2 separate regions of the Zea mays genome follow, and region 1 is linked to region 2. The links are chromatin contacts, called in public Hi-C maps. All regions are on one chromosome and are shown on one strand. The core of a region is the stretch at or near the end of the contact, and the rest is flanking DNA. Distances in the headings are between cores, read along the strand shown.

Evidence for each region. A called contact is a pair of places that touch in the nucleus more often than the background predicts.
Region 1: a Hi-C map of ear shows a contact between it and region 2, with 1.8 times the contacts expected there. The contact joins the promoter of LOC100272691 here to the enhancer-like site in region 2. A contact is called at or near these places in 5 of 25 Hi-C or Micro-C datasets (ear, leaf, tassel and 1 more).

Annotation. Positions count from the first base shown.
Region 1 is chr7:37,613,350-37,618,625 of Zm-B73-REFERENCE-NAM-5.0, reverse strand. LOC100272691 reads right to left here and starts at 1,960. Exons shown (of 8, transcript NM_001147146.1): 1 at 1,685-1,960; 2 at 73-185. The coding sequence starts at 133.
Region 2 is chr7:37,542,790-37,548,335 of Zm-B73-REFERENCE-NAM-5.0, reverse strand. No RefSeq gene overlaps it. Among protein-coding and RNA genes, the nearest start is that of LOC103632254, 44 kb to the right of the region's middle. Within about 2 kb of position 3,720, at least 7 of the 20 cell types and tissues checked have an H3K27ac peak or open chromatin away from gene starts, as enhancers often do. A contact at or near this core is called in ear, where this site is marked.

The DNA of each region.
Region 1 (5,276 bases), core at 711-3,210, 72 kb before region 2:
ACTAAACAATGCAAATGGTCGAGAGGAAACTAAAGCAAGCAAGTGATGAAGATCACAAAGGCATGCACTCACCTTTCTCATCTTTCTTCTTCTTCTCGCCCTTGGCCTTCCCACGCCTGCTCTTGGGCGCCATGCACGCGCGCGCCCAACGGCAAGCTCAGCTCAAGCTAGCAGCCCAGCTGCAGCTGCGCAACAGCACCAAGAAAATCAAAACTTTAAACAACACAAGCTCTGGAGGTCGTTTGCCACACACACAGACAGTTAGATATAGAATGGCCGTCGGGCATTTGGGTTTAAATTAACAAGAATAGTACCAGTGCAATCATGCATGGATCTGATTTACTTTCACTAGATACACCTTGGTTATATTAACATGCCTGTGTTCCAACCTTTCTATCTTCAGTCGCTGATAAAAAATAAAAAAAAACAGGAACGACACACCGGCACACCGCCTCTCTATCTTCAGAGCGGATTAAAAATGCTTAGCAAGCATCGTGGCCGCCAAACAGCCGAAAAGAAAAGGCACTCGCTTTGCTTCCTTCTATATATCACAATTAGTGCTATATATACGAGAGTTGGCATCATAATGACATGATGATGATATGATTGTTAGCAACAAGAAAGCGGTGGTGCTGCGCACTGCGCTACTAATGATATGATACTAATATATATGCATGTAACACGCCACCAGCTTACATGTGCATGTTTTCTCACGGTTATTCGGAAGAAACGTGCGTGCGCGCGGCACATGTTCTTGAGGAAGAGAGCGAGCGTGAAGAAACAGGAAGACTAGCTAGCTAGCTAGTCAAACTCAAACTGGGGAGATGTCCTTGACGTGTGGGCATGCCATGCCATGCCATGCCATGTTCATGGTAAAAGCTAGCCGTGACAGACAGAGAAACACTCGTCGTCATCTTTACATGTATCTGCCCGGCGCACGCCACGAATACTGACCAGAAAAAATACACACGTACGGTGAAGAGCAGCAGGCAACAGTTTTTGGAACGCCAGCTACCACCACCACACCAGGTGAGAGAGATGACTGACTGACTTAGCTTGTGCATGACAAAAGTGTGTGTGTGTATATATATTTAGGGGGGAGTAATTCAGAAAGTCGGTTCTGTAAGGGCCGACTAGCAGAAAAATGAACGGATAAGGTTTTCATGTGGAGCAGCGCAACCTGTGGACCAAGAGCGTTTGCCTTTCTGCAACCGAGATAGCGCCTGCCGACTGCCGACTGCCGAGCAGAGAAAGACTATTGGGAGGAACTGAACAGGGACGGGTTAGGCGGGCCTCGTAAGAGTTTTGCACACACGCACCTGAGTGACGCACGCACGCTACTAGCAGAGGTGCTCATCGTGAATTCACCCTTCTCACGCACCACCACCACCACCAGCAGCAGCTAGTATATGCGGCAACAGTAGCACTGTAACGTCACGCACACTTGCTGTTCTACTAGAGAACACGAGTTCTGACTTCTGAATGGCAGGCAGGCAGGCAGACACAGCAGCACCAGAGTGCAAGTAAGCAATTCGCTGGGAGAGAAGCAGAGCGGTGCGTGTTCATCTCCAGTGCTCGGTGCTCGCGGTCGTAGCACCAAAAAAAAAAACAGTACAGAGAAAGAAGAGCGAAATGGCTTGAGACGCCAAATAGAAAAAAAAAGGGGAGGCTCAAGAGTGTATACCAGTGGGCCGGCGCCCAGGTGCGTGCTGCCGCTCCTCCTCAGAAGCTGGACGACCTGGCTCAATGCAAAGTGTGGTTGTTGTACGAGGCGGAACCGACGCCGAGCAGCGGACGTACGTACGTGTTGCGTGGAGCGGGCACGGCTAGCTAGGTGGTGCTGCTCGAGGCAGCCATTATCGGGATAAGCTAGAGAGAGAGAAGGTTGCAGAGGGAACGAGAGGATAGAACAGGGAGCGAGAGGGGTGGGGAGCCCAGCTGGGAGGTGAGAAGCTGAGCAGAGCAGGGCAGAGGCGGAGGAAGTGGCAAGGCCAAGGAAGGGAGGGAGGGAGCGAGAATGATAGCGAGCAGGGGATTGATAAGGGTGGATTGGTGGAGATTCAGATAGGGTCCTGATTGGCCGCGTCTGCAGCTCGTGATATCCCTCTCTCTCGCGCGCGCGGACTCACTCACGGTGGGCCGGACCGGACCGGACGGGCCCAAGATCCCGCTCGGACGGGCCCATGCCGAGCCTCCTCCTTCCTCCCTCTGCTCCTCTCGCGGCTCGGCTATGTAGACATTGCTTCAACCCTTCCATCCATGGATAAGTGATGCGTGGTCCACCTGCTGCTCTTCCCTTCTTCGTCACCGTCGTCTTCTCTTGCTTTGGCAGGCAGCTCGATCGATCTATGAGCAGTGAGTATCGATCTATGAGCAGTGAGCTCCAAACATCTCCTCACTTTCGAACTATACGCGTCGTCGGCGAGTTTCAGAGGCGCCTGATGAGTAATAGTGTAATCAATGTGCATGTGGATGCACTGGGGGTGGGGTGGCCCTGGGGATCATTGCAGGGAGGTTTCACTCTGGTTGGCTCGCTCAATCTAGGAAGGGTGATGAACTGAAGAGGTGGAGCTTGTGCTCCTGTTGGATTCGTTTGATTGCTGCCTTGCTCCAAGTTCCAAAGGTATATTAAAAAACATTTAGGACTAGTTTGTAGGGATAACAATGGGTGGAGTCGGATGGAGCAAAAACCCGTCCGCGATCGCACCCGTGAAAACTATCAAAACTCGCCCATGATCGCATCCGCACTGCCATTCCATAACCGCACCCGAACACATTGGGGTTTCGGGGTCATCCACGGGTTTTATTGAGTGTACAATTTTATTGAGTGTACACTTTTAAATAATAACTAGGTATATACCCGTGCGTTGCTACGGATAGATCGTTGTTTAGTGATGCTATCAAGAATCAACTCAACAATTATAACAAATGTCGAAGTCTATTATTTCGAACAATTATTATAACACGAGGCTGATGCAGGTGTCGTAACTAAACTCCACTTCTGCGAGTCTAGCATGGCAGCATGCACATTCGTTCCTTCAAACGGCTGTCAAAGGCTCAAACAAAGCTTCAGAACCCACTCTTATGTGTCTAGTCCTCAAGAACCTAGATGGACAAACCAGGGGACACGATACCACTACCTTCAATCGATTCACTGATACAATGGAGCCCCTATGATTGACCAATAAAAACAAGTAGATGATACATAGACCGATCTGGCCATGGGATGACCATATGTTCCCTTGGCCATCCACTGCAACTATTTCAAACATGTCTGTCGTACATTGGTAAAAGAGAAAATGCAGCATGCCATTGACAAAGGCACTGCCACATTTCTTTTCTATGGAACCATAACTTCCCCATTTCTCCCATCCACCGAAGTTGCTTTAACAGATTGACGAATTTCTGCTTGCAAACCAAACCAGTTTCCTTGTAACAATTCTCAAATCAACTTCTCGGTGAGCTCCCTTGGAACACCTTGAACAATATCCATAGTGTTGACCTACGCAAGCGCAACCACCCCAGAAATTACAAAGGGCCAGAATAAGGAATTGAATTCGCGTTTGTTCTACAACTGCAAATGATGTTATCTTCTTCTTTTTGCATGTGAAGTACAAATATCGTGGTAATTGCTCACCAACTTTTTTATGAATTGTATTGTGCTGAAACTTGATATGTAGAAAGAAATGCAGAGCAAAACAAATGTCATAGTGATCTGTAGAGCAAAGTCCTTACTTAACTTTTCAGTTTTGAGAAGATCTCGACATTCCATCGGTTACCTCAGGTATGTCCCGTCCTCCTTTGGTAACCCCAGTGCTCAAGTTGGTGACAAGAACGAAGTTAACTGCAAACGCTTGATCATCTGAATACCCTGTCAACAAAAGGCAACCATTATATTTTTTTCACCTGAATATGACATTTCGTTTCAGTTTTAGCATATATGAGGCTGCATATATAAAGTGGGTAATGAAAAACAACATGAAGGATGCATATTTAAAGCGGACAATGAAAAAAAGTAAACATTGCCATAGCAGGTAGTATTTCGCCCACATAATACTTTCGCCAGCTGCCATTGTAGATTAATAAAAAAACTCTTGTGATGCATTTGATGGATTGGTTTGGTGAAGGTTCCACTCTAGATTATAGATGCCTTTAGTCCAACTGATACATCGGCCATTTGATCGACGATACTCTATGACCAGAGCATGTTCATCCGTCGCACCAACTCACCAGTTCATCTGTCTAAGGTCAGAAATGGTCAATTCCTTTCTAGTAAAGGTTAGAAAGGAAGATTAAAAAAATAAATTTTATGTTTCAAGATGTTTATGACATGGAAAAAATTTATAGAAGACAGTGCAGTTTAAAAAATTCTGTTAATTTTCCTTTTTGTGCATGTTGAGCTCCCACACCGCACACATGTTGTCATAGATGAATGAAACATTACCCTTCTAACTATGAGATGTCCTATGAGTCAGCCCACAGTGTCATTGGGGTCATCTCTAACATATAACTGGGGTCAAGCTTAACATGGACAAGAATAATATGTTAGCTATAGAATTACATAATTCTGCCTGGGTGCATTGACCCTGATAACATGGGATGTATTCACTTCTGCTATGACGAAACCTCCCAAGTCATTAGACCCGCCTACAGTTGTCCTTGTCCAACGGACCTCGGACAACCCCGTAGATACACCTGATCACTTGACAAGTTTGGTATCTAAATTCCTTACCTTTCCCAAGAGCGTTTCACCCGTCACGCAGATATTACAACACATCGGAGGAACGAATAAGCGGAATCAATTACAGTAACTTAATTTATGTTAAAATACATAAGAGTGTTATTATTACATACCAGTCATATAGGAGTGCAGAAGTAATATTATTACAAACCCTGGGAGGCAAAAACCCCTCCCGCTTAACAGTAAAGTGTTTTAAAAGGAGGACAACATCCTCCCAAGGCTTCAATCTTGAGTTTCTTTCTTTGGCACCACCTTAGAACAAAAGCAACAAAAGTTTGCTGCTTCCTCACCTACAACAACATGGGTTCGAAAACCCTGAGTACGAAGTGTACTTTCGCAAGTCTTACCCATCAAAATAAAAGACTCTCAACGATATGCTGGCTTGAGGGAGTCAAGGTAAGGCTGAATCAAGAATAAAGACTCTATTTGCAAAAATGCTTACTAATAGTGGATCCTTAAAAATCCAGTTTTATTAGCAAGTTAAGTCATTACCTGGATCTAGAGTTCTTTCTACCCTAATTCAAGCACTTGGCCT
Region 2 (5,546 bases), core at 2,471-4,970:
TGGAGAAATGGTGGCTAAGATTAGCCAAACTTGTGCCAGTCTGGGAACACCGGACTATATGGTGTGCACGAGACTGTCCAGCTGTCTGGTGTGCACCGAACAGTGTCCGGTGCCCAAACTGTTCGACCAGCGAACAGGTCAATCTCGGGAAATCGCTGAGTCACCACGACTATAATTCACCGGACTGTCCAATGTGTCAGTCGCGCGTTTGGCCAACGATCGGCCACGCAATCCGCGCGGGCCACGTCTGCCTGGCCAACGGTTGCCAGGTTATACCGGACTGTTCGATGCACCATCGGAGTGTCCGTTGTGCCAAGTGACCCACGACTGGCAATGATCATCTTGGCTTATTAAGGAAGGGAATCAGTGATTATGCTGTGTCCGGTGTGCACCGGACATTCCAGTGCACCCACTGACAGAAGAAAACCAAGGCTTTCCAAATGAAGATCAAACGACTCCTTGGTCCCTTGGGGCTATAAAAGGACCCCTAGGTGCCATGGAGCTGTACACAAACATACTTTGAGCATACTACAACTTCGAGACTCCACGACTATGTTGTTGTTTCATTAGATAGAGATTTGAGTGCATTCTTGAGCAGTGACTCCACTGTTTTGATTCTTACGCTCTCTTCTTGATTTGTGTGCGTGTTGTTGCTGTGATTGAGTTCTTGTGTGTGGTTCTACTCCCTATTTACTTTGGTTTTGATTAAGATCATTTGTGTAAGGTGTGAGAGACTCCAACTTGTGGAGATTCCTCAAAAGGGGATTTGATATAAGGAAGAAAACATTGGCACTCAAGTGGTCACCACAACATGGAGTAGGCATTGGCTGAAGCACGTGATAAAATCACCTTGTCTTTTGTCTATTTACTTTATTGTGATTATTGTCTTCTAAGAATTCTCATATTTCACTTGTGTATTGCTCCTATGTTTGATACACATCTCAAAGGAGCAATCAATGGAAGAGTTCTCCTCTCCTCCATCTCTACTCATACCAACTTGGTTTTAGCTTTCACTAACATTCATTATAAACCAAGTTTGTGTTGTTTAGAGTTGTTTTTTGTAGGATCACCTATTCGCCCCCTCTATGGGCTCTCAGATTGTCCCACCAGGCGTGCCAGAATGTGTTGTCCCTCGAAACCCATCGGCGAGAGACGACATGCAACACGAGGAGTTGGGATGCCTCTGGAGCGGCTGGTGGGCTTCAGCCCCTTGATCAACGGTCCGGTTCTTGGCACATGACCTGGCTTTGAAATTCACCTGGCATGCCACCTGGTCAGTAAGGTGTCGATGTGCTCCGAGTTGGTTTCCTGCACAAATAGTCACATGCAAACGTCAGTCCAAGCCGTGTTCGGCTCCACGAGTCATATCGGCTATAAGAAGCCAATTGTTCCCTGGGATCGGGTCGGGTGCACATATTAGAGGCACACAGAGTCGATGGCATTTGAAACCCTACCTCGCTCACACCTAGCGAATCCAAACCACTATAGTTAAAGCTTTCACTGCATAATCGGAACATCCTGCGCGTAATTGGGCCTAGCAGGCGTGACAGATGATAGAGCGCCAACCAGATCAGAGGCCTAAAAACTAGCGAGAGACAATCCCTGTAACAATCCTTGCTCGAGCTAACGCAAGGCATCCGGTACGTTATAGGAACATCCAACCCGTGTACAAGGCCTAATTATGCAAATATTAAGTACATCCTTGGTGAAAAAGGACAAACCGTGATGGATCAGATCTACTGGGTGGAACGGAGCAAGGCGTTGCCCTCGCACTAGAGAACGTGCACGAAGACGGCTATGCATTCACAGTCGACAAACAACGTATGTACACGGTGGAACTACCGATAATACTCCATAAATGCCTACGATAACTAGTGCTTCTCACCATAAAAACGCTTTAGTACGAGAAAAGCATAGATGTAAATGAATAAGAACAACAACACCCTGATCGTGTGACACGATCAGGGGCTGATCGTGTGACACGATCAGGGTGGCATGACACTTACCTATAGAAAACCATGAGAACGGGGGCGACGGTGCACCAAAGCTTGTGGTCGCAAACCTATGAAGATTTATGATTACCCTAATGAGTGAACTAGGGTACATATTTATAGTCCAGGGACTCACACTCTCTACTAACCCTAATGCGTCCAGGTCAGACACTATCTTCCAATCTCTAAGCTTATCCTCTAAACTAACCTACTAGATACACATCTGATTTGGCCGGGAAATACCCGCACATGGGCCAATTTCAGACTTTCCTCAATTGCTCCTTGAAGCCCATTTAGGTTGTGGCCCACTTCTGGTCTGGTTAAATTACGGTGATAACATATATTCACTCGACTGGACTGAATATTACTATGTTACACCGTTTCATTCATGTCTTGGGATTCGTGTGAAAATTGAGATCATAGCTACGGTGATGTTCTCGAAAGAGAATTTTTAGTGGCTCTCATTCACCCCCCTCTAACTGTCTCATCGATCCTTCACTGTTGTAGCATCAGCTTTTACCCTTGCAACGCAACAACAATTACAATTTTACCCTTGACTTCCGTGAATGAGAACTCAAAGGTATCTTCGGAGGCGGAGCGGATCAGTGTTCCGAGCTCCAGCTAGCTCCCAAATGCATGTCACTATTACTCTATTTATAGCGGTGCGGTACAACTTCATATGAAATTACAAATGTGCCCATGAATCTTACTAGCATGATTTATAAGTTTCACAGGGGCAATATTGTCTTTTCTACTTCTCTCTCCCTGAATAAGCCTTCCGAACCTTCTTCTTTACTTCATATGTTGAAACCTTTGCTTCGTGTGCTAGTACTTTTTTGAGCCGAAGCTTCTTCCTTCGTAGTACACCTTCATGACTGGTGCTATGAAGCTTCTCCTTTCCAGTTCTTAGACCACTTCTTCGAAGGATAGCTTCGCTTCTGCTTTGCATAATACCTGAAATATATTTCATAACAAGGGGTTTTTAAGGATCTTCGAAGATAGACCCCAACATATGCTTAACTAAAACTTGGTTTTGTTTGATATATATGACACATATGCTATAGAATTGTTTTTATGAATATATTACTACATTATATGTATCATATAGTTATACTTAATATGGTTAACAAAATTACATCTTAGCAATTTCAGATACCCATCCTCCAAATCCTAGATGTGCCACTGGCAAGCAAGATCTCTAGGAGCAACTTTAAGGTGTGTTTGGTTGCAAGATAGACGGGGACAACCACATCTGCTTGTGTTCTCTATCGTCCCATCTTGACGGACCGTTGGAGATGGTACTGGAATGATCCTATCTCTATTCTAATCTTAAATCGAACAATCTTATTTAAAAAATCGGTTCATCTCACTTTATCATTGTAACCAAACAACTTTAGTTAAGATACCCTTTTATCCCACTTTATTATCGTAACCAAACACACCATATGCCTTGTTTGGATAAGGAGGGACTAAAGTGGATTGAAGTGTATTTTAGGTATTGAAAGATAAATTAGTTCATATTACACTTCAATACACCTTATACCACCTCAATCCACTCCAATCTAATATTACCCAAACAAGCCAAATCTAGCTAAACCGATTAGTATCGGAAAAACAATGGTAAAAAACCCGGTATAACAAACTCTCCTCCCTCTCTTCACTATCCCGCTCGTTCCGTTGAGGTCGCTAGGCATCTTTGATGATCCCGCCCGCCACGCCATCTCCTTGCTCCCGCTCGACTGTGCGTGCTCCACTTCACGCGCCTATTTCTTCACCAGCAGTCCAGCACGCCCTCCTGCCCTCACGCTCGCTCCCCTCCCTGGACGCCCGTGCAGCTCCCGCGCCCTGCCATCCTTTGCCCTGTTATCCTCGCGCCGGCGCGCCGCTCCTGTGCCTGTCGTCCTCACCATCCTTGCATGAGTGCTCTGGGGCTCCCTCCCTCTCGTGTCGCCATGTACACCATCGCGTCCCCGTTCAGCACCGGCCGCAACTCATCCCTTTTTCTCAGTTTGCCCCAGGAAGGCTGGATCCGGAGGCACATTGCCCGGAGGGACAGTTGGATCAATCTGGTGTTGAATCGATGCCCCGTAGGGTGGTTCCTCCCACAAGCTCCCATGGCCGGGTGCCCGGGTGCTAGAGGATCTGCTCAATGTTGAGCAAGTCGACATGGAGGCCTGCAATGGTGAGATTCTGGTTGCAATTGATTCATTTACAAATGAATTGTTCTATGTTCAGTGCATGATTTTCCCTATAGATTACTTGTTGAATTGTCGATTCGTTCCTTACACGAATTGCTATGAATAGTTGAATGTGCAGTACACTCCAAAAGATAGCTATCTGTTGCAATGTTTATTGAGAATGTAGAAGGATGAACTGATGTTATATTGCATAGAGAAGTGGTACAATATATAGACTCAACCCTAACCCTAATGGTTGCGGGCCCACACTCACACTCACACACACAGTCTAACATCCCCCGCAGTCTCAACGGGGGCACCACAAACAATGAGACTGGAGTAGAGGCCGAAGGTAGGAGCCGATGGGTTGAAATCCCCCCGCAGTCGCAGCGTTGTGATGGTGCGAATGTTGCGGCTGGAGTAGAGAACGATGTGTGCTCCAAGAAGACGATAGCCCCTAGATGCCGAGGTAGCCGAAGTCGAGGTGGTCGCGGTCGGAAGACACGCAGCAGAAGCCTGATCTTCGGGAGGGGTCGACGTTCGAACGTCAACGATCGGCGGGGCGACACAACAAAAGGGCACCGGCAGGCCGACCTTCCTGCTTCTTCGATCACCCGGACGTCAAGGAGCTCCGCCAGGGAGGCCGCCAGCAGCGCACGCGTCTGCGCCGGTCATGGTGTCCGCGCCCGCGGCAGAATAGAAGGGGAAATGACAGATTCGGCCGGGAAGGCCACGACAGCGATAGATCCAGCCGGGAAGATGCGATCCAACCAAAGGGATGGCGGATTGAGCCGGAAAGGTCGCAGCAACGTGGATCCGGCCGGGAAGGCCGCGGCAGCGACGGATCCAGTGAAGGGGGTGGGCGGCGGGGCGGTCCAGCCGGGCAGGGGTCTGCGCCGGACTTGGCAAGGGGTGTTGACGGCACTGGGGACGGGAGAAGCTCGAAGTGGGAGGCGCTGCTGGGGCGTCAGCGCGAGCAATTAGGAGGTGGCTAGTGCGATGACAAGGGGCTGCAAAGCGCAGGAGCGGCCTGCTGGCCAGTCAGCGGCGGAGGGAGAGGGTGTCGCGGCGAGATCGCCCGTGCCCATTGCAGCGGCAGCAAGGCCGAGGAGCGATCTCGGCGACGGATCTAGGCCCGCGAGCAATGTCGTGGTCAGATCTGGGCAGACACCGGGGTGTAGGGGGAGAGGCGGTCGCGCCTCCGAGGTGCGGGGGAGAGGCGGTCGGGCAGTGGGAGAGGAGGAAGGGAGAGGGGGTCGGTTGCTGCGACGGCGAGGCCCGTCACGGCGGTGGTCATCGCCATGACTGGCTTCAGGGAACCCAGCAACCAGACGGAAAAGAACCTGCCGTAGGAGGAGCTCTTTGGCACGGAGTCTCG